Regions from separate parts of the Mus musculus genome. Here regions 1, 2, 3 and 4 are each linked to region 5. Evidence: chromatin contacts called from public HiChIP or PLAC-seq and promoter capture Hi-C data. All regions are on one chromosome and are shown on one strand. Each heading gives the region's core, a stretch centred on a gene start, on an enhancer-like site or on the middle of the called end of the contact. The rest is flanking DNA. Distances are from core to core; before and after follow the strand shown. Region 1 holds the start of Syce2 (synaptonemal complex central element protein 2). Region 2 holds the start of Klf1 (Kruppel-like factor 1 (erythroid)). Region 3 holds the start of Gadd45gip1 (growth arrest and DNA-damage-inducible, gamma interacting protein 1). Region 4 holds the start of Junb (jun B proto-oncogene). Region 5 holds the start of Adgre5 (adhesion G protein-coupled receptor E5).

Region 1 (4,309 bases), core at 145-2,644, 1.1 Mb before region 5:
ACTTGGGAGGTAGAAGCAGGTGGGTTTCTGAGTTCGTGGCCAGCCTGGTCTACATAGTGTGTTCCAGGACAGCCAGAGTTACACAGAGAAACCCTGTCTCCAAAAAAAAAAAAAAAGAAAAAAGAAAAAGAAAGAAAAACAAAAACCAAGAGAAAATGAGTCTAAACATGAGGATTCTATGCATCCTGAAATTAAACCTTGTGGATATCAAAAGGAGACTGCCAGTACCCAGAACCAATGTGGGCACCTGTTGTTAGCATTTCCTGTAGGCTCCGCCCAAGAGTTACCTAGCAACAGCCAGGTAAGACCCTGGCTCACAGGTAAGGACTATTTGGCTCTGGTGTCTGTCTCCCCTCCCCTCCTCTCTCTCCATCTTCCCTCTCTCTCCATCTTTCCATTTCCTCCCTCTTTCGCTCTCGCTCTCTATTTTCCTCCACCTCTCCCTTCTCGCCAGTAAACTTCCTCTATATGAGGTCTGTCTCATGGCTGTCCTCACGAGGACACCTAGGCCGGGCCCGCCACGGTGCTCCACTTGTCCTCTGCGGCTTCATAAAACACCAACCTGGAAGGTGTTAAATCACCCGTGGACCAAGGCCCAGGGCAGACCACGTGGAATGACCTACGTGACCAAGGCGGGGCCCCGGAAGGGCAGCTGGGCCTGTCACTCCTCACCTCGGGGCCACTGAGCCGGGCGTCTCCTCGTGGTTCTCACTCTGCCGATGCTCTCCGCTCTCCACAATCGCCGGCGGCTCCTGGTCCTTTAACTCCACGGGAGGCGCGGCCACCTGCGAGCGCAGCCAGCTCTGAGAGGCGGGGTGGGGAAGCTCAAAAGGGACGCGCTAGCAGGGAGGCCCCGGGGTCAGGACCCTCGGGGCCGCAATGGGGGGCGCGCTAACACCTTCCCGCGGAGAGTAGTTAAAAGGAGGCCGAGTGTGGCACACGCCTCGAACCCCTCCTCAGCCTCGGGAGGCGGAGGCAGGCAACCGCTGAGGGTTCGAGGCCCGGCCTGGTCTACACCGTGTGCTGTCTTCGACCAGCTCCTGAAGCGCACCGCACCCCCTCACAGCCTCGTCCACCAGGCCCCACCGTCTCGTTAGTCAGGAAACCTCGCCTCTCCCGGCAAGAGGCGGCTCCAACCGCGGGGAACAGGGCCCGGGTTCGAATGTGTGGAGGAAGTCTCTGTTCCCCGCGGCCCTAAGCCCCGTCGCCCGCCTCCCGCCGCCCGCACACGGGAAACCGCACCGCACTCACTCCGTGGCGCTCCATTCCGTCTTTTCCCGCCTCAGCGCCCTCTGCGCACGCCACGCCCCCTGCACGCCCCGCCCCGAGCACGTGCTGAATGAAACGCGCCCTGGCCCCGCCCCCGCCCCCCCCCCCCCGGGGGCGGCGAACTCGAAGGCCCTCCGAACTGGCTCTGCCTTTTGGGCTATGCTGGTGCTATGTGGTAACAGACGGATTTGTGTTGTATGGACCGGTGGGCGTCTGAGCTCATAATGCGTAGGTGCGGGACTCGGGGTCACCTGTGGCCCTCAAGAGTTTGAGGAATTCACACTGCGTCAGAGTTCCGCCCCTTCGATCTACAGTTTGTGTGGCGGCAGTGTCTTTTTAAGACAGGGTTTCTCAGTGTTTCCCTGACTGTCCTAGAACTAGCTCTGTACATCAGACTGGCCTCAAACTCACACTCTCCTGCCTCTGCGGCTAGAGTGCTGGGATCAAAAGTATGCGCCACTAGTGCCCAGATCAAATTCTTTTGGAACAGGGTTCCACTATGTCCCAGCCTAGGACTCTGTAAACCAGGCTGACCTAGAACTCTGAGATCAGCTTGCCTCTCTGCCTTGGAATTGAAGGCAGGCACCACCTAGGAACAACCTTCATTTTATTTTATTTACATGTTATATATGATTTAAACTACTTTTGGGCACCTTCCAACTAAGGCCAGAAGAGGGCATCAGATCCCCTAGTTATAAGCCTCCTGGCATGGATTTTGAAAACCTAATTCCTGTTCCCTGATGCTCTTCATCGATGAGCTGAATTTTATTTTTGTTTTACGTTTGACCTATTTTGTGCATGCCTATGTGCCATCCACTCCGGGAGTGTGGAAGTCAGAGGACAGCCTGAACGAGTCCACAATCTCCTTCCACCGTGTGGGTCATGGAGATGCAACTCAGGTCATCAGACTAGGCAAGCACCTGTACCCACTGAGCCATCTAGAGGGATCTCTTGTGTTTAAGTGGTTTTTTAATACACATTTTTACGGGTGTGGGTGTTTTGACTGCATATATTTATTTCTATACTACGTGTGTGCATAGTGCCCATAGTGGCCAGAAAAGAGGTTCAGGTCCCCTGAGGCTGGAATTACAATTGTGAGCCACCATATGGGTGCTTAAAATTAGACTTGGTCCTCTGCAGGACAAACCAGTACTTAACCTCTGAGCCATCTTTTCAACCCTTTCTGTTTTTGCTGCTACATCCCTAGCAGCTTGGGGCCTGAAATGCTATGTGAGGGAATGAAGAAAGGACAGACACACAGTGAAACTGGGATCCGGTGGCTTCTCTAATGCTATGGCTGCAACCTGGACCCTCAGCTATTTATTAAATACAGCACAGCTAGTCTTGGTAGGAAGAATCTGGGGGTGAGCAATCCTAGCCTGCAAACACCAGGAGAGGAAGCCAGATCTGCTAGCCTTTGTACACTGGTTGATTATCTGGAAGCCATCATTCTGGAACTCTAGGGAAAGAGTTGCCGTTCCTCCTGAGCCTGGTTCATATAGGTAATTGATTAGACAGGTTTTCCAGGGGTCAATTGGTCTTGGACTCCTGTGCCCAGATTAAGATATACATTCAGGCTGGACTCTACCTACTCAGGGCTCCCTCTGCTTGCTTTCTGTCTCTGTATAGCCCTGGCTGTCCTGGAAGCTCTATAGACCAGGCTAGCCTCAAACTCAGAGATCAGCCTGCCTTTGCCCCATCAAGTGCTGATTCAAGGGGGAGGGGTATACCACCAAACCCAGCTGAAAAACTGGCACTCCTAAAATACATTTCCTTTTATTACTGTAGTGATTAAAAACTAAAACTGTTATAAATGTTGCAAAAATAACTGGCAGATCATAAATTTATTGATAGGAGGCAACAAACTAAGTGTTGCTGGGTGATGGTGGTGCACAGCTTTAATCCCAGTGGTCAGGAGGCAAAACCAGGCCCATCTGAGGCCAGCCTGGTCTACAGAGTGAGTTTCAGGACAGCTAGGGCTACAGAGAGCAACCCTGTCTGGAAAAAATGTGGGTGACATAAACCTATATAATCCAATGTCCTCTTCTGGTATGTCTGTGTCTGAAGGCAGCTACAGTGTACTCACATATATAAAATCTTTAAAAAAAGAAAAAAGACATACAGACAAAATAACTATACACATAAAAATAAATTAAAAAGCAAAACAAAACAATCCAAAACACCACCTAAACACCCAAGAGCCAAAGCTCATCTGAAGTCAGCCCCCAGAAAAGCAAGTTCAAATGTAGACCCACAAAGCTTTATGAACGTATTCCTCAGAGCTCATATGATTTTTTTTTTAAATAGTCTAAGTATCTGGCCCAGGGTGGCAGCAAGCTCATGACTGCCCCTGCCACAGCTGCTGGGAGATTGGATTTTTCGGGGAAAAATTAAGAGTAGCTGCTCATCCTTGCTCCCAGTAATCTTAGGATTCCTGGATTTTTACGCTATTTCTGTTCCAAGCCTTAAAATAGCAGGCTTGGCACCAGTTAGTGATCAGTAAGTGCTAGGGGCTGCAGGGTGACTCTGTCAGCAAAGTGCTTGCTGCAGGAGTTCAATAAAAGAATACACAGTAAAGATGAGGGATGTGCATCTATACTCTTAGAGGTGGAGGCCAGGTCCCTGGAGCTTGTCAGGCACCCAGGCCCCAGGCCAATGACAGTCCCTGTCTCAAAAGACATGGACAGTGTTCCTAAGGATGGTACTGAAAATTGTTTCCCATATGTACCTGAACACACACACACACACACACACACACACACACACACACACACACACACAAATAAATGCTCAATGGAGTATGGACCTGGCTTGGGATGACCACGACCTCTTAGGATCACAGACCATGGACGGTCTAAGCCCTGACTCCTAAACTGCATACCAGGAACCATCTCCCAGTTTTCTCCCCACCAAGGACCACATGAACTGGGAGTGAGACAGTGCCCACAAGTCACCTAATGAAATGAATGACAACAGAGTCCTAACAAAAGGCACCAAATGAGGGAATGTGCCCACTTTATTAAAACAGCTGGCCTGCAGG
Region 2 (4,632 bases), core at 852-3,351, 1.2 Mb before region 5:
CCACTGAGCCATCTCTCCAGCCCCCTTCTCTTCTTTTCTTAACTCTGGGACCTCTGTCAGTTGCCCCTGAAACTGATTTTACTTGAGTGTCTCAACCTCCTGATCCCAGATGGTTCCAGCTCGAGCATGCATGTAAATACTGGCTATATCCTGAGCTCTGGCATTCCAAGCTTGTACCTTTCGGGTTCACCCCTCTAGTTTCTTCTCCCATCTCTAACCCAGGCCTTACACATCCACTTCTAACACCGAAGTCCCCAAAGTGTTCCCCAGGTCCTCTGTTACACCTATTTATTTATGAACCAGGATCTCACTAAGTAGCTCAGGCTGCTGAAACTCGCTATAATAGCCCAAATGGCCTCGAAGTCACTGCTATCCACCTGCCTCTGCCTCCCGAGTGTTTGTATTAGCCCATTTGGGTCTGGAATCGCCCCTTCTAGACTTGACCCAGTGTCTCAGGTGCGGTCTTCACGACCCCTAGAACTGGGGCCGCCTTTAGCCACGCCTCTGACTACCCTCCGGCCCCTCCCTTCGTTCACTAGCGGCTCCCGCCCCGCCCCCGCCCGTCTGGCCCCGCCCTTACCCGTGTGCGTGCGCAGGTGCGCCTTGAGGTGCGAGCTCTTGGTGTAGCTCTTCCCGCAGCCTTCGTGCCCGCACGTATGTGCCGCCTGCCTCTTAGGTGCCAAAGTTCGCCGGCTGCGTTTGGGCGGCGCAGTTCCCGGGGACAAGCCTGCGTCTCCGGCGATCGCAGTGGCCCCGAGTTCTGTGGCCACAGTCCCAGGTCCCAGACAATTCAAGAAGGAAGGGGGCGCCGTGGGACCAGCAGAAGGCGCCGCGAGCCCGCGAAAGAGCTGGAAGTGGCCTTGGTACTGTGGCGCGGGGTACAGCGCGGGGTATCCCGACAGCAGCCCATAGGGGGCGCCTGGAGCTGCGGGCACCGCAAGCCCCGCCCGCGGGAAGAAGCCCCCTACGGAGCCCGCTCGCGAGTCGGAGTACGAGGGCTGAGCCTTGGGAGCGAGTCCCGGGGCCAGGGCAGGGGCCACGAAGGGTTCAGGGGCTGGGGGTCTCGGAGTCGGGTGCGCCCAGCTTGTGTGCTCCTCGGAGCCCAAAGGCCCAGTCACCAACCCTGGGCCACCCGCATAGGCGCCCAGAGACTCAGGCGGCTCGAACTGTGCCACTGGCCCCACGCTGGGCGCCAGGGCACAGGTCCGGGAAGTGCCGGGAGACTCGGAACCTGGAAAGTTTGTAAGGAAAAGATCCGGGTCCCACGCACAGGTCACGTCCCTCTCATCGTCCTCTCCGGAAGGGTCCTCCGATTTCAGACTCACGTGATGGGACGGCCCCGTGGGATTCGGGGGCCCCGGCCCCAAATCCTGCGTCTCCTCAGACCGCCACCACTGCGGGAGGGAGCGTACTGCTTGAATGGTAGGCACTGGGTACCTGGCCCTCAAACAACCCTGGCTGGAAACACCGTTGGTGCCTGTCATTTACCCACACGGTTCCCCTAACCCCTTTCTCAGCTCCAGACAACTCCATTAGGTCTTGCTAGAGACAGCTAAGACACTTACCAAGAATAGTATTCAGGATGGGAGAAGGGGTTGCAGAGTTCTGAGTCAAAGGGGACAGCTTCGACTCCGTTTTCCCTAGCCTTTCCCTGTCTTCACATAGCCCAGAAAATTACAGCTCAAAGCCTGGAAATCCCAGGACACCTTTATCTGGACCTTTGTCTCTATGAGCCTAGTCTCTTAAGATATAGAGCTTAGAATTCTGCTTCCTGTTGGAGAAATAGGCCTCACCTTGATCTCAGACCCCTAGAACATCTCCCCCAAACAAGGCTCAGAGGCTCTCCCACTCCTCCACCCCCAAAAAACAGAGCAGAGGATATTAAAGTAAGATAGACGCCCCACCCCTAAGCACTATGCCCTATGCAAGACCACCTGCCCCCTCCCACACACTCACACTGGCCCCACCTTGAGGAAGTCCTCCTGGGTGTCCAGGAACTGTCCCAGGGTGGTGAGTGTACTGATGGAGGGTAAGACAGTCTCAGCTGAGGCCATGGCTGGCTGGTGTCCACCCTGGACCTCAGGCCTCCTCTCTCTCTTCTGCCTCATGGGCTATGAGGCTAGGAAAGTTTCTTGGAGGGCTCCTGTCTGCCCACATCTGATTGGCTGTCTTCCCTGATAAGACCCAGGCAAAGCAAAACGGCAAAGGAGGGGTGTGTGCGATATGTGTGTGGTGTGCTTCTTTTTTTTTTTTTTTAAGGTTTTCGAAACAGGGTTTCTCTGTGTAACTGAGCCCTGGCTGTCCTGGACTGGCTTATGTAGACCAGGCTGGCCTAGAACTCACAGACATCTGCCTACCTCTGTCTCCTGAGTGCTGGGATTAAAGTTGTGATGTGTCACTTTCAAGGAATAGACCTCACCCTGGCCTGTTTTCAAACTGGTCCCTGAAAACCAACCCTGTATGTAAAGTCAATCAGATGTCAAGGAATAGGGGCTTCAAAGTTTTAGGATTCAGGTTGGGTAAAGAAAAGTCCTGGTCGCTGCTCCCCACCCCCACCCCACCTCCCACAGGACTGAGAAGACCCCTCTGGTTTGGTTTCAAGTCTCTCTCCAAGGAGTGGACCAGGAAGGATAGATTTCTTGGGAAAGGTCTTTGGGACCCTTTGACCCCCATGGAGACCACTGCAGTCCTTACTCTCCCAGACAACAGCAGCAACGGTGCTAGTGGCGGGCCTTGGCACCGGCTCCCTTTCAGGCATTATCAGACACACCAGATGTTTCAGGCCGCTATCAGGTAGGGGGCCCAGAACAACCATAGCTCTGTTCCTCCTTGAGCAGAAGAGCTGGGGGTTGGTGCCACAAATTATTTTAGCTTTGAATTGCTCTGTTGTGTTGAGGTCTGAGCTGTTTAGCAAAAGGAGTCCCCTCAAATCAGCCCACTCTGGGGCTCTGAGGACCCTCACTGGCTACTGCATGGAGCTGAAGGGGATGGCTAGGAAGTTTACAGTGTGGTGGGCTAGGACCCATAGATGGAGCTGCAGCTAGTATGCCGTTCAGAAGAGCTCAGCCCTGACTCTGCCTAACGGCTCATTGTGTGCGGGACCCCATGATAGATGGCCTGCTATTCCCATACTTCTATTCTGGTGCCCTATGAGTCAGGGTAGGGAAATGGGGTGTCACGGGTACAATAATATCACACATACACCATCATTGCTCGGTGTCCATAGGGGACATCAGATCCATTATAGAAAATGGTACCTAGTCAGGCATGGTAGTGATGCCTTTAATCCCAGCACTTGGAAAGCAGAGGCTGGTGGATCTCTATGAATTTGAAAGGTCTGTTTGGTCTACATAATAAGTTCCAGGACAACCAGGGCTACATAGTCTTTGTCTCGAAAGACGACAACAAGGGTAAAACAGTGCTGGGGACTTAGCTTCATGGAGTGCTTGCACCGTATTAACTTTAAAAGAAAAGCATAAAGACCTAGGTTCAGATCCCTGGCACTGACACAAAAGCCAAGTGTCACTGTGCATGTCTAAGACTAGTGCTAGACAGATGGAAACGGGAAGATACCTGGTGCTCACTGGATAGTCAGCCTAGCCGATCAGGTCCAGTGTCAGGCCCAGCATAGGAAATAAGGTAAAGAAAACGAAGGAAGAGACCATCAACCCTGACCGCTGGGCTGCACGCATGCTCAAGCACACACTAGACACACGCCCCAACAATCAGTGTGCTAAGACGAGTAACCGGAGGACAACAGGCTAATGGAGGAGGGCAGGCAACCATGGAAGGTTACATGCCTCATTATTTTGTCTATATAATTGCCAGAACAGGTCAGGACGAGCAGTGCTTCCCAGAGGCTGGGGCAGGAGACTGCTAGGAGACAAAGTCTCATTTGGGAGGACAGAAACATTCTGAAACTCAGTAGAAGTGTTTGTCACAGGACACTGTGGTGCTACATTGCCCACTGAATCTGCATTTATTTATTGATTGATTGATTGATTGATTGTATGAGTACACTGTTGCTGTCCCCAGACACACCAGAAGAGTCCATCATATCCCATTACAGATGATTATGAGCCACAACCAAAGAAGACATTTTACTGGGGCTTGCTCACATTTTCATAGGTGTAGTCCATTATCATAGTGGGGAGCATGGTGGCATGAAGGCAGGAGCTGGTCCAATAACTGAGAGAAACATCCTGAGAGAGAGAGAGAGACTTTGAACCTCAAAGCCAACCTCCAGCGACACACTTCCCAATTCTTACAACCCTTTCAAAAAGTGCCACTCTCTGGTAATTAGGCATTCAATATATGAGCCTTTGGGGGCCATTCTGGGATTTATTGTTTTTGTTTTTTCAAGACAAAGTCTCTGTGTAGCCTGGAACTTGTTTAGCAGACCAGGCTGACCTCGAACTCCCTCTGCTTCTAGAATGCTCGGATTAAAGGTGTATGCCACCACCATCCAGCTACGGGGACTATTCTTTTTATTTAATTATTTTATTATTTTATTTATGTATATGAGTACACTGTCACTGTCTTCAGACACAGCAGAAGAGGGCGTTGGGTCCCATTACAGATGGTTGTGAGCCACCATGTGGTTGCTTGTAATTGAACTCAGGACCTCTGGAA
Region 3 (4,453 bases), core at 1,725-4,224, 1.1 Mb before region 5:
TCTGTCCCAGCTCCCTGCAGCCAGATGGAGGGGCGCCTGCCTGCTTCCCCATCCCTGAAGCATCCCCAAGGACAACCCTCCTTCCTCCACCATGATGAGGGGAAGCTGGAGCCCTAAGCTTTGATCCTCTATTGGAGTGGCCCAGATCTTTCCATCTGGAGTAAGTCTATGTTAGAAGCCAAAGGCCTTCTCCCCAGTCTGGCCTTGGCCTCCAGCCTGGAAAAGGGGTTATCATCAGTTCTGAAGGCCAAGGCCACCCCTTCCCCAGGACAGAACCACATCTCTGATAAAGGTTTTGACGTGAATAAAGTTTTAAAAATGAGCCCTAATAATGGTTCATGCCTACTGGAGCTTCTCACAGCTGTTTGTGAGTCTGAGCTAGCCGGGGGCACAGGTGAAGTGGGCATGCTGAGAAACGGGGAGGAGCCTAGGAGCCTTACAGACGGGCCCCAGCATCTCCTCCCTCTGGAAACTTGGGCCCCTGCCTCAGCTCAACCCTAGAAGGACTGCTGCTCCTTCTATCATGCAGTCTGTTTGGCTGTACTCCCCCTGGTAATTGGCTAATTACTGGAGATTAATGTTGGTAAACAGAAGCCTCCTCCTCTCCTGCCATCTGCTCCTTCATTATTTGCCCATCCATTCCCCTTTCTCTCTCCCCAAAGCCCCAGTTCATGGCATGGCCTAGTGTCCAGGTGTGAACACAGCCAGGTGGAGGGATTCTCCCGCCCAGGTGTTGGGGAATGAGCCGGGCGACCCAGGAAGTCACAACTTGAGGGAGAATGTGTAGAATATGGGTTGTCAGCAGCTGGCTTTATTGGGAAGGGAGCTTTCAGGAGCTGGGTTCACCAGACACTGCTGAGTCCTGGGCTTCAGCAGAGGCCATAGCAGCAATTCGTGCCTCCTTCTTCTGTCGTTGTCTTTCTTCCTTTAGGCGCTTTCGTTGCTGCTTGTCTAGGTCCTGTAATAGTTCCTGGAAGCGAGCACTCCTTGGGTCCACGTGGTAGCCCAGGCGTTCCTGGGCCTCAGCCTGTAACCGGGCCCTCCGCTCCTTGTCAGCCTGAATTTTCTCCCAGCGTTCTCGCTTCTGCTTTCGCCAGTTTTCAATCATTTGTGGCATCTTGGCCATGCACTCTGCGATACGCTGCTCCCTGTATAGGAAAGCAGACAGTGAGGGCAGACCAAGGCAAATCTGAATTTCACCCAGCTGTTTAGTAAAACCACTCTCATGCCCTTGTCATGGATGTCCTCAGTGATTCCACATGCTTGTACGCCAGGTCCAAATTCAGGGACAGGGACAACTTTTTTTCCAGTCCTGTGAATCTGTAGGTACACTGATAAGATTAGGATAGTAAAACTGAAAGAACAAGTTTTATCAGCTAGGGTGGGACAGAAAGGGGGACCAGCTCCATCCTTCAATGCCAGCATGACTCTAGATATCTGACTTGACTTCTTCAGGCCTCAGTTTCATCTGTAAAAAGGGTCATCTTGTCCTTTTAACATTGTGAGGATAAGGTTAAATACCAGCAACACATTTCACCAGCCCTGAACCCTGCACCAGAAGGGGCGATCCAAATGTCTGGTTTGCCTCCATTTTCTCCTCAAATCTGATCACATGTGCCTTCTTTTCTGACTTCTACCCCAGACTTCAGAGTCCATCACTGCTCTCAGGTCCCACTACCTAGCTACGGTGGCCACACAAGACAGGGTCTCACTACATAGACTAGGCTGGCTGGCCTCAAAACTCGGTGATCTAACCTGCCTGTCTCCAGAAGGCTGGGATTAAAGGTGTGCTCCACCAAGACCAGATTATTTGTGATAAAAGGTTTCACCTGGGCTGTTCTCTAATTGAGAATCATCATTCCCACTTCTCAACCTCAGGGCCTTTGCAACAGTTGCTCCCTCTACTGGGAACTCATGCCTTGAGATTTTTCCAGTAACAGTATCTGGTTATATGGGGATTTGCTTAAACATCACAAGAGCTAGCATGCACTTTTAACTGTGTTTGTCTTCCTTGGGGGGGGGGGGTTCCTCAGTCATCATCCGAATCCTCTGTCTGCTTTGTTCCCTGGTGTGTGGGTCCTTATATCCTTGCAGAGTAACTAGGGAAGTATATAGAGTTGAGGCTGGGACTGGTACAGGCCTGTAATAGCAGATATTCAGAAGGTAAAGACAGATGGATCCTAGATTCGAGGCCAGCCTGGGCAATAAAATGAGTTCTGGTTAATTGAGTCCTTGCTATTTAGAATAAAAGGGCAGGCTACTGATAAAGGAAGAGGACAAGTAAAAACAAACATTAAAACTGCAGTTGAGGCCGGGGGTGGTGGTGCACGCCTTTAATCCCAGCACTTGGGAGGCAGAGGCAGGCGGATTTCTGAGTTCGAGACCAGAGTGAGTTCCAGGATAGCCAGGGCTACACAGAAGAACCCTGTCTCGAAAAACCAAAAGAAAAAAAAAAAAACAAAAAACCAAAAACTGCAGTTGAATGACTACAAGGATGTCTGCTTTGCAGCAAAGTTAACATGTAATGTTTAAGCCCACGCCACAAGGGATCCGCGTGCCTACTACGGATGATTCCTGGTTTCGGGGCCCTGGGGTACGTGCCCCATCACACCCACCTGGCTTGGCGCCTTGCCTCCAAGGCCTGCTGCTGCAAGCGCAGCGACTCTTGCATGGTCGCTAAGCTCGGGTACCATTCTTGCTCCTCGGCCTCCAACTCGCGCAGCTGCTCTGGGGTGGGCCACAGGGAGGCCGGGGGCACCCCGGAGATGGCGCCATGTCGTCCGAACTGCTTGGCCACATAGCGGGGCGTTAGCTGCCATCGCGGGGTCAGCAGGTTCTCCGGGTCTGGCGAGTGGGGCCCGGGACGGCGGCGCGGGGGCGGGGGCGCACGGTAGCTGCGGGACCTGGGACCCAGAGCCACAGAGAGCCGCAGGAGATAGCCACTCCGCATTGCGAGCGCCGCCATCTTGGCTGTGGGTCCTCGCGGCAGCGGGGCTGGCTACGGCGCTGCCTGCGCGGCGGAAACACCGGGGGCCTCCGGCCGGGGAGCGGAGGAGCGCCGCGCTGCTTTAGTCCGTACGGCGCAGGTGAACGTTTAATGCGGGTGGGGCGGGGGGAGCAATTGTTTGTTAAGAGAATATTGTATGGCTGGTGGCTTACCTCTTTAATTCCAGCAATCAGGAGGCAGAGGCAGGAGGATCTCTATGAGTTCCAGGGCTGCCAAGACTACGTGTATCAAAAAAGAAAAAAAGAAAGGATTTCTGCAGTTTATTTATTGGGGGACGAAAGTGTTGAAGTGTTGGTGATTAAGTGGAGGTCAGAGGACAGCTTGGGGAAGTCGGTTTTCTCCTTCCACCAAGCAAGAGTTGTGGGAATAGAACTAAAATCATCTTGCCTGGTGGCAAATGCCTTTACCCTCCGAGCCTTCTTCCCGGCCATCATTTGGGATTTTGAAATAGGATATCATCCTGTAGCCAGGTCATCTTGGAACTTCTTGGCATAATTCAGGATGGCATCGATTTCTAAATCAGTCTCGCCTGTGCTAGGATGACCGGTAATGAGCCTGTTTAAAATAAGACTTAAAAGTGGCGTGCGTTGGCCGGGCGGTAGGGGCGCATGCCTTTAATTTCATAACTTGGAGGTAGAGACAGGCGGATCTTTGTGAGTTCAAGGTCAGCCTGGTGTACAGAGTGACTTCCAGAACAGCCAGGGCTGTTAAACAGAGAAACAACAACAACAAAAAGAAGAAAAGAAAAAAACTGGTGTGCCAGTATTATTTAAATTACTGTATTTGACATTTTGATTTTTAATTTTGAAATATTAATGCTTTAAATATGTCTGCTTTATTGTATATTTTATTTCCCTTCACATCTGTGCTTTTAAATTTCTCTAATATATTAAATATTTCTACTTTAATATTTAGGCTTATGTTACCTTTTAAATCTTTAAAAAGATTTAGTGTGTGTGTGTGTGCGCCTCATGTGTGGGTGCCAGTGGAAGCCAATGGAACCCTCTCAGACTGGCCTTACAAGCAATTGTCAAGGGACTTGAATACAAGAAACCAAATTCTTCAAGTCTTCTGGAAGACAGGAAATATTTTAAACTTTTCAGCCATTTCTCCAGCTCCATGGATTCTAACTTGTTTGGTCGTGTGTGTTTGTGTGTGTGTGTTGGTGTTGTTTGGTTTTTTTGAGTCTTGTTATGTAGTGCCAGCTGGCTGGCCTGGAATTCACTGTGGAACTTACAGGGTTCTGCCTCTGCCTTCCCAGTGCTGAAATTAAAGATCTGAGACCATCATGTGCAGTTTACCTTTTTTTTTTTTTTTTTTTTTTTTTTTTTTTTTGGTTTTTCGAGACAGTGTTTTTCTGTGTAGCCCTGGCTGTCTTGGAACTCACTTTGTAGACCAGGCTGGCCTCGAACTCAGAAATCTGTCTGCCTCTGCCTCCCAAGTGCT
Region 4 (4,486 bases), core at 420-2,919, 1.2 Mb before region 5:
CCTCGGGCAGGCGGGGACCTGCCAGGCTGGGTCCAACCTGGCCGGGCGGGACAGGACTCAGCCCCAGAGCTGTTCCGAGAGGCTGGGTCAGGCCGCCGGGGGGCGGGGGAGCCCGGGGGTGGCGGTGGAGGCTGGTCCGGACTAGCCGTCCGGGGGCCCGGGCGCGCCCTGGGACCTGGCAGCTACCTCGAGTTCCTGGCTCTTAGTTTGCCGCCCCAAGACTGCACTGGTCCCACCTCTTCCTGTGCCCTAATATGGGTGCTGGGGAGAGAAATTCAGGGGGGGGTGCCCCGCCCCCAATCTAATTCACGGACTCCAGCCTGTTGCCTTGGTGACGAGGCCCCGCTCCCAGGCTGCATCCCCCTCCAGCCGGCCAATGGAACAGTCCTCGGCTGCCAGGCTTATTAGTCGCCGATGGTTGCAGGCTGAACCATTTCTAGATGGGGGAGATCAGACTATGACTAGAAGCGTCTGTAGCTGGGTTGTGACTTCCCCAAGGGTCGCTTGCCGAGGTTCCTCTTCCCAGGCGCAGAATTTGGCAGGCCCAGGGTAGGGTGCACCATCCCCTAGGCTCACAATGACGAGACAGGGCCGGGCTCTTTCCCCCTCGGGGCTGTTGCCACACTTCCTGCCTCGGCTCTCTTTCCCTAGCCTGTTTCTAAGGAAGGGAGTGGGGTTGGGCGACCGCACCCCAGCTATCCCGCCCCATCGGCCCTCCAAAAGCTGACAGGATATCGGGCGAGCCCCGGGTGACTAAGGGAGGGCTTTGGGCTGAGGTACTGGGCATGTCAGTGCCCTAGGGACCACCTACGAGGTACAGCCTCATTCGTACAAGTCCTGGTCTCTGGGATCCTCCGAGTCATCTTCTCAGGAAGATCTCAGATACCCTCCTGTCATTGCCTTCATAGCTCGGAAGGAAGCTATGTCGTGACCATTTTAATTCTCTGCCAGAGTTCTGCAAATATCCACAATGACCCCAACCTTTGCTAGATATGTTCCCATCTTTCTACTCCGATTACCTCAGCGTCCCCAGGACCTTTGTTCTGAATATCTAAATTGACCTCCCCAAAATTCCTTCCCTTTTCCACTTATGGGGAAACCCTCAGACTCATCTATGGACTCTAGAGCCCCTACTCATTTCTTGTACAATAGGTACCTGAGCCCTGTTGTGTCTTGGCCCTTTCCTCCCAACTGACAATTCCAGTTCTTTAAGCACTTTGTACCCGGGACCTCTGGTTAATTCCTAGGCCAAATGTTAACAATTGCCCCTGTTTTGTATCTTCTCTGTTTTCTGGGGTCTTCTACTGTATTGTCAGTTCACAAGCCACAGCTACCCTGGGTCCCACGAGACTTTTCCGGGGATATCCTAAGGTATCCAATCTCCACTTGCAGTGTATCTCATAAGCACCTGGCTGTACTCCCGCAGTTCTAGCCCCTATGTGCCTCGGCCCCTCAACATCCCTTTGCTTGTGTGTCTCTGTCTCCACAGCCCCTCCCCCTGCAGCCGCGCAGAGCCACCCGGCTCGTGGCCGCTGTTTACAAGGACACGCGCTTCCTGACAGTGACGCGAGCCGCCTCCTCCCCTTCCCCACGCTCTAGGAGGGGGCCGCGGGGGCCTGGCTCCCGCGTCGGCCAATCGGAGTGCACTTCCGCAGCTGACAAATTCAGTATAAAAGCTTGGGGCTGGGGCCGAGCACTGGGGACTTTGAGGGTGGCCAGGCCAGCGTAGGATCCTGCTGGGAGCGGGGAACTGAGGGAAGCGACGCCGAGAAAGCAGGCGCACCACGGAGGGAGAGAAAATCTCCGGAAGCCCAGCAGCGCCTTTACGCACAGCTGCCAACTGGCCGCTGCTGACCGTCTCCAGCTCCCGAGGACGCGCGACCGGACACCGGGTCCTGCCACAGCCGAGGACAGCTCGCCGCTCGCCGCAGCGAGGCCCGGGGCGGCCCTTCAGGGGGACCTTTCCCAGATCGCCCAGGCCGCCCGGATGTGCACGAAAATGGAACAGCCTTTCTATCACGACGACTCTTACGCAGCGGCGGGATACGGTCGGAGCCCTGGCAGCCTGTCTCTACACGACTACAAACTCCTGAAACCCACCTTGGCGCTCAACCTGGCGGATCCCTATCGGGGTCTCAAGGGTCCTGGGGCGCGGGGTCCAGGCCCGGAGGGCAGTGGGGCAGGCAGCTACTTTTCGGGTCAGGGATCAGACACAGGCGCATCTCTGAAGCTAGCCTCCACGGAACTGGAGCGCTTGATCGTCCCCAACAGCAACGGCGTGATCACGACGACGCCCACGCCTCCGGGACAGTACTTTTACCCCCGTGGGGGTGGCAGCGGTGGAGGTACAGGGGGCGGCGTCACCGAGGAGCAGGAGGGCTTTGCGGACGGTTTTGTCAAAGCCCTGGACGACCTGCACAAGATGAACCACGTGACGCCCCCCAACGTGTCCCTGGGCGCCAGCGGGGGTCCCCAGGCCGGCCCAGGGGGCGTCTATGCTGGTCCGGAGCCGCCTCCCGTCTACACCAACCTCAGCAGTTACTCCCCAGCCTCTGCACCCTCTGGAGGCTCCGGGACCGCCGTCGGGACTGGGAGCTCATACCCGACGGCCACCATCAGCTACCTCCCACATGCACCACCCTTTGCGGGCGGCCACCCGGCACAGCTGGGCTTGAGTCGCGGCGCTTCCGCCTTTAAAGAGGAACCGCAGACCGTACCGGAGGCACGCAGCCGCGACGCCACGCCGCCTGTGTCCCCCATCAACATGGAAGACCAGGAGCGCATCAAAGTGGAGCGAAAGCGGCTGCGGAACAGGCTGGCGGCCACCAAGTGCCGGAAGCGGAAGCTGGAGCGCATCGCGCGCCTGGAGGACAAGGTGAAGACACTCAAGGCTGAGAACGCGGGGCTGTCGAGTGCTGCCGGTCTCCTACGGGAGCAAGTGGCGCAGCTCAAGCAGAAGGTCATGACCCATGTCAGCAACGGCTGCCAGTTGCTGCTAGGGGTCAAGGGACACGCCTTCTGAGAGCCTCCCTTGCCCCATACGGACACCCCCAGCCTTGAAGGCTGGGCGCCTGCCCCCCACTGGGGTGAGGGGGGCAGGCGATGGGCACCCGCCAAAAGGCCTGGGGCGCAGCTCACACACTGGACTCCGGCCCGCCCGCCTGCGCCCAGTCCTTCCACCTCGAGGTTTACATGGCCCCCTTCCAGCGTATTTTGTATGTTTTTTTTTTCTGCAAAGAGACTGAATTCATATTGAATATAATATATTTGTGTATTTAACAGGGAGGGGAGAAGGGGGCTGTCGCGGCGGAGCTGGCCCCGCCGCTTGGTACTCAGCCTGCGGGGATACTAGGGAGGGACCTCCGCCCCCTGCCCTCCCCCTCTGCATAGTACTGTGGAGAAGAAACACGCACTTCGTGTCTAAAGTCTATTTTAAGATGTGTTTGTGTGTGTGTGTTTGACTTTTTATTGAATCTATTTAAGTAAAAAAAAAATTGTCTTTATTAATTTCTGTGGTCTCTTTTTTCTTCCAAGCTGGGCGGATGGAGGGAGAAGATTGGGCTACCCCAAGCACGGTGCTGTTTGTAGCTCGCTCCTTTCAGGTATCATAAGGTTCAGTACAAACGCCCAGACCTCCTATCCCCTGAGTCCTGGCACCAGACGCTGCGCAGGCGGGCAGTGGCGGGGAACAAGCTACCCAGGACAAAACGCGGAATGTGCAAGCATGACCCCGCCCAGCAGAGTGCGCCGGGGCTTTCCCCGCTGACGTTACGGAAGCTCTGCCCATATATGGGCCTATTCAGCTCAGTGACGCCAGCGCGGTCTCCGGGCAGATTCCGGGAATCCCCTCCCCCCCGCTCTGCCGGGCAGGGCCGCGGCGCCGGGAAGGGGGCCGGGATTTTCCCGAGCAGGCGGCTTTCTGGGCGCGGAAAGCCCCAGGCCCGGGTCCAGGGCGCCCGCGGCGGGAGGGCCGTGCTCTCATGAGCCCTGGGAGCCATCCGAGCGGCTTTCAACAGACCGGCGCCGGAGCCCCACCGCGCCCACGCCCCCTCCATTAGACCGACCCTGGCGGAGAGTAACTGCAGCCTTCCTGTAGTTGCAGACGCCGTCAGGGCAACTCCTGCCAGGAAGGGCGGCGCCCGCCCGCCAGTGTCCCCCTCCCGTGTGCCAGGCCAGAAGCCGGCGACTGCCAGGTCTGGTCCTGTCCCGGCAGTTGTTTGGGCAGCTGGGCGTCGCCACAACCCGGCTCCAGCAGCTGAGGTGGGAGGTTCAAAGCTGCTACTTGCTGTTGGGATCTGGGTGCCCTTGAAGCTGGAAGATCCAAGCGCAAAGGAAACCGTACCACTCAGGTGGAGCCGAGGAATAATTCAGTAGTGAAGGGAACGGGCCTCAAGCCTGTCTAGGCTACATAGTAAGGCCCTTTCTCAAAACAAAACAAACATAACCTGACCTCAAACAAACAAAACCCTCAGACACCGTGCAGACA
Region 5 (4,336 bases), core at 1,700-4,199:
TGCTGGCTCTTGCGCAAACCCCAAGGGATTAAACCTTGAACTAAGTAAGGCACAGTCATCTATCAGCAACTCATTCCTAATGTGGCCGCTGGTCACTTTTCACCTATGAATTACTATGTATCACACATTTTCTTTCTTTCTTTTTTTAATCCACACACCAAGGTTTAAAGAGAAACTTAGGTCATGCTTAGAATTCTTGGCCCTGGTCTTCATCCCACAAACCTGAAGCTTCCTGGCCTTTTCATTGACTTGAAAATGGGAAGAAGGGGGCTGGTGAGATGGCTCAGTGGGTAAGAGCACCTGACTGCTCTTCCGAAGGTCCAGAGTTCAAATCCCAGCAACCATATGGTGGCTCACAACCATCTGTAATGAGATCTGACTCCCTCTTCTGGTGTGTCTGAAGACAGCTACAGTGTACTTACATATAATAAATAAATAAATCTTAAAAAAAAAAAAAAGAAAATGGGAAGAAATGGTTTAGTGTAAGGCCAGGAAGGGAGATACACCAGGATGCAATTGTCAATATTTTTTAACCCTTCTAAATAGAGAAAGAAAGATACATACATGTGACAGTCAATGAATTGAATTATAATACCATTATAATTAACACGGTAAAAATAAAGATTTAAAGTTATTTAAAATTTAAAAGCTATGTAAGAAACTGACTTTTTTCCAAATAAAATATTTATTTTATTTTTACAAAATGTTTCTTCTTAGTAGGGCAGTGGTGGTGCACGTCTTTAATCCCAGCACTTGGGAGGCAGAGACAGGCGGATTTCTGAGTTCGAAGCCAGCCTGGTCTACAGAGTGAGTTCCAGGACAGCCAGGGCTACACAGAGAAACCCTGTCTCGGAAAAAAAAAAAAAAAGTTGTTTTTTCTATGTGTTCATTTGACAGGAATACTGTGTCTTTATTTTTGTTATTAATTTTCAGTTTGTCCTTTATCAGTTTTGCCTGCTTGTTTTATCTGTGTACCAAGTGTATGCGGTGCCTGGGGAGACCAGAAGATAGCATCGGCTCCCCTGGGACTGGAGTTACAGAATTCTGGGAATCTAACCCTGTTTCCGAAGAGCAGCCAGTGTTCTCATCTACCAGTGATCCATCTCTCCAGCCCCAGTAGCACACATGGTCTGCAACTTCCTTTTATCTTTTCTCTCACACTGTGGATCAGGAGAGCCACAGACTCCCAGCAACCCTCTTGCCTCAACCTCGTGAGCTCTGCCATTACAGGTTGTGCGCCATCATAGTTCGCTACAGTCATCTCTCAGAACTTGGAGTTTATTTTTATTTTTATTCTTTGTTGTTTTGTTTTTGAGACAGAGTTTCTCAGTGTAACAGCCCTGGCTGCCCTGATTCACTCTGTAGACCAGGCTAGCCTCCAAATCACAGAGATCCACCTGCCTCTGCCTCTCAAGTGCTGGGACGAAAGGTGTGCGCCACCATGGCCCAACTTGAACCCAGAATTTACTAAGGTAAAAGGAAGGCCTGACACCCCTGGTAGTTTATGCCTGTGATCCCAGCAGGCTTAGGCTTTGGAGACAGGAAGTCAGGAGTTCAGTGCCATCCTAGGCTACATAGAGTTGAAAGACAGCCTGGGCTGTTTGAGACCAGACCGTGTTTCAGAGAAAAAAAGAAAAAGAAAATCAATATTTTGAAAAATCACTAGATGTGTCTGAGAATGTAGTTCCCTTGGTAGAGTGCTTGTCCAGCATACACAAAGCCTTGGGTTTGGCATTCTTCCCGCCCCCAACACACACACATGAAAAGAAACCATAGTTACACAAGTAACTCAAACAGGAAGCCAGTGTACATCACATGACTCTCTATAGACTGTGGCAAGGTCAGTGCGTGTAACCAAAAAGCCCTGCCGTGGTAAGCCATGTCCCGTGGTCAAAGCTCTCTCTTCCTCTATTTTAAGTCCTTATTACGTTTTTTGTTTGTTTATTTGTTTTGGCTTTTTGAGACAGGGTTTCTCTGTGCAGTCCTGGCTGTCCTGGAACTCACTCTCTAGACCAGGCTGGCCTCGAACTCAGTAATCCGCCTGCCTCTGCCTCTCAAGTGCTGGGATTACAGGCATGCGCCACCACTGCCCGGCCCCTTATTACGTTTTATTTATTGACTTGTTTATTTAGTGTTTGGGTTTGTGTGTGGCACCGTGTGCCCGTGAAGGTCAGAGGACAACTTCCAGGAGTTGGCTCTCTCCTTCCATCATGGAGGTCCTGGGTATCAGAAATCAGGTCGTTAGGTTTTGGGGCAAGTGCCTTTACCCGCTGAACCATCTTGGTAGCACTTCCCTCCCCCACTTTATTATTTTTTATTTTTGCGATAGACTCATGCTTCGTAGGCCTGGCTGGCCTGCAACTCTTAAGTGGCCAAAAACGGCCTCCGGTTTAGCCTCTGCTTTCCAGAGAACGGTATTAGTATAGGCCAACGCAGCCATGCCATGACCCCTTGTCTTTTTGGGCAAGGTCTTTTGTAGCGCGGGCAGGCTTCAAAAGCGACAAAACGGAGGATGAGTTGAACTCCTGATTAGTGCTGGGATTACAGGCTAGCGGTCCTCTGCCGGCTTATGTGGCTTTGAGGCTAGACAGGGCCTCGGGCAGGTTAAGCAAGCACTGCGCACACTGAGCCGCATCTCCAAACCTTGATGTCTCTCGTTCCTGGACAGTCAGCCCGGCAGGACCCTCAGTCCTCTTCTGGTTCTTATTTGGCCCCTGGCTTCTCTGAACTTCAGTTTCTCTCTTGGAAAAGAAGCCGACAAGTCCTGCTGATGGGAAAGGCGAGGGTCGCCCAGGACATCGTTCGGGTGGGAGCTCCACCCAGCTCTGTCCGATGTGCCTGGTCCCCGTCCCAGGACGCCTGAACCACACCACCCAGCTCCCCGCGGGGGCGGGTGTCGGAGCCGCGCGCGGGGGGGGGGGGGGAGGAATGTTGCGTTTGTTCCAGACGCGGGCGCGCGGCGCGCCCTGGGTCTGTTTCCCCGGCACTTTCCTGTTACTTTCCAGCGGGGAGGACAGTTCCGGGGAGGGCCCTGCTCACGCCCGCTGCATAAAAGCCCAGCCCAGCCGGCCGCCACAGCCCTCTATCAACCCCAGACGCTGTCCGTTCCGTGCCGCGCCACCATGAGGGGCGTCAGATGCCCCGGCCTGCTTGGTGAGACCTCGGGGTTGCGCGGAGCCGGGAGGGAACTCGCGGGACGTGGCCAGGAGGGGCAGGGACAGTCGAAGCCGGCGCACCTGTGCGCCCCAGAGGGCTCTCCAGGGGGTGTCAGATCCTAATGGGCTTGAGTGTTGCCAGTTTGGAGACTAAGAGGGAGAAACTGAGGCACGGGGGCAGTTAAAGAGGGTAACAAAGCAGGCATGGTGTCACAGGGCATTAGGGAGGCTGAGGCAGCAGGGTCACCAATTTCAGGTCAGCTTGTGCTACACAGCAAGACCCTGTCTCAAAAGAACAAAAGAAAAAGAAATGCAGGCTAGAGGCTGGGGTGGTGCCGAGGTCAAGAGCATTAAGAGAGGACCTGGCTGGGTCCCAGCACCTATATGGTGGCTCACAAGTGTCTGTAACTCCAGTTCCTGGGGATTCACACTGTCTTCTGCATCCACGGGCAACAGACATGCAGTGCACAGACATACATGCAGTGTACAATAATACATGCAGTGCACAAACATACATGCAGGCAAAACACATACAGTTTAAAAAAAAAAAAAGCTAAAAAGAACTGTAGGTTAAAGTACACTTTGCAAACTGTTGCCCAAACAGACGCTCTCAATGTGAAGAGAAACCCACGTGAGGGTGCCCATTTCTTCGAGGGTGGGAACTCCCCCTGCCCCAGTCTGTCCCCTGCTGTCTCCGTGCCAGGAACAGGCAGAGAATCTCCTTGGGACTTGTCTGGGACGGAGCTGCTGGCTGAAAGGAACTTACCAGGCTGTGGTTTGAACTTGGCTTTCATCATGACTTTCCCGCCCCACCCTGGGTGCCTCAACCGTTGTTTGATGGCTAAGTCACCTAAGTAACTTGACAACAAACAGTGAAAAAATGGAACGGGGCACCAGCTGGAGTTACCCCAAGATATGGAACTTGGGGCACAAACTGGGGTCACCCTAACCACAATGACTGGCCTGAGTGCTAGTGACAGGTGGCAGGCAGCTCAGTAGCCATGGACCTAGAACCAGGAAATAGAGTCCCAGGGTGTCACAGTTGGTGGCAAACAGCTGCAGGGGCCTGCCTGGCTGTCACTAAGCTGGGTCACAGTGACTTTGGGCTGCACTTTCCTCCTCTGTAAAATGGAACAAGACCAGCTGTATTTTACCATATTGTTTCAAGGGCCAAGAGTTTG

What was found. Promoter capture Hi-C pulls out the DNA fragments that hold promoters and counts their contacts. HiChIP or PLAC-seq counts read pairs in DNA pulled down with a chosen protein or histone mark. Capture Hi-C pulls out chosen DNA fragments and counts their contacts.
Region 1: a promoter capture Hi-C map of liver shows a contact between it and region 5, with 3 times the contacts expected there. The contact joins the promoter of Syce2 here to the promoter of Adgre5 in region 5. A contact is called at or near these places in 3 of 39 promoter capture datasets (cranial neural crest, liver and pre-B cells).
Region 2: a contact with region 5 is called in a promoter capture Hi-C map of adipose tissue, with 2.4 times the contacts expected there. The contact joins the promoter of Klf1 here to the promoter of Adgre5 in region 5. A contact is called at or near these places in 1 of 39 promoter capture datasets (pre-B cells), 1 of 484 Hi-C or Micro-C datasets (B cells) and 1 of 9 other capture datasets (adipose tissue).
Region 3: an H3K4me3 HiChIP or PLAC-seq map of pro-B cells shows a contact between it and region 5, with 5 times the contacts expected there. The contact joins the promoter of Gadd45gip1 here to the promoter of Adgre5 in region 5. A contact is called at or near these places in 2 of 39 promoter capture datasets (liver and pre-B cells), 6 of 115 datasets of contacts at active chromatin or transcription factors (bone marrow-derived dendritic cells, embryonic forebrain, embryonic stem cells and 3 more) and 1 of 9 other capture datasets (liver).
Region 4: a contact with region 5 is called in an H3K27ac HiChIP or PLAC-seq map of regulatory T cell precursor, with 9 times the contacts expected there. The contact joins the promoter of Junb here to the promoter of Adgre5 in region 5. A contact is called at or near these places in 3 of 39 promoter capture datasets (cranial neural crest, liver and pre-B cells), 4 of 484 Hi-C or Micro-C datasets (the 63-12 cell line, B cells, liver and 1 more), 4 of 115 datasets of contacts at active chromatin or transcription factors (bone marrow-derived dendritic cells, bone marrow-derived macrophages, pancreatic cancer cells and 1 more) and 1 of 9 other capture datasets (adipose tissue).

The regions. Positions count from the first base shown.
Region 1 is chr8:84,869,196-84,873,504 of GRCm38.p6, reverse strand. Syce2 (synaptonemal complex central element protein 2) reads right to left here and starts at 1,394. Exons shown (of 5, transcript NM_027954.3): 1 at 1,252-1,394; 2 at 673-785. The coding sequence starts at 1,266. Farsa (phenylalanyl-tRNA synthetase, alpha subunit) reads right to left here. Exons shown (of 13, transcript NM_025648.3): 13 at 4,248-4,309.
Region 2 is chr8:84,899,451-84,904,082 of GRCm38.p6, reverse strand. Klf1 (Kruppel-like factor 1 (erythroid)) reads right to left here and starts at 2,101. Exons shown (of 3, transcript NM_010635.3): 1 at 1,968-2,101; 2 at 581-1,394. The coding sequence starts at 2,054. Gm39213 (predicted gene, 39213) reads right to left here. Exons shown (of 3, transcript NR_168730.1): 3 at 3,932-4,202.
Region 3 is chr8:84,830,803-84,835,255 of GRCm38.p6, reverse strand. It overlaps Gadd45gip1 (growth arrest and DNA-damage-inducible, gamma interacting protein 1), which reads right to left and starts at 2,974. Exons shown (of 2, transcript NM_183358.4): 1 at 2,616-2,974; 2 at 1-1,148. The coding sequence starts at 2,965. The coding sequence ends at 830. Rad23a (RAD23 homolog A, nucleotide excision repair protein) reads left to right here. Exons shown (of 9, transcript NM_001297606.2): 9 at 1-329. It also overlaps a transcript of Dand5 not described here.
Region 4 is chr8:84,975,931-84,980,416 of GRCm38.p6, reverse strand. Junb (jun B proto-oncogene) reads left to right here and starts at 1,669. Exons shown (of 1, transcript NM_008416.3): 1 at 1,669-3,508. The coding sequence starts at 1,988. The coding sequence ends at 3,022.
Region 5 is chr8:83,739,924-83,744,259 of GRCm38.p6, reverse strand. Adgre5 (adhesion G protein-coupled receptor E5) reads left to right here and starts at 2,949. Exons shown (of 20, transcript NM_011925.2): 1 at 2,949-3,153. The coding sequence starts at 3,123. It overlaps Gm46046 (predicted gene, 46046), which reads right to left and starts at 2,974. Exons shown (of 2, transcript NR_168527.1): 1 at 2,644-2,974.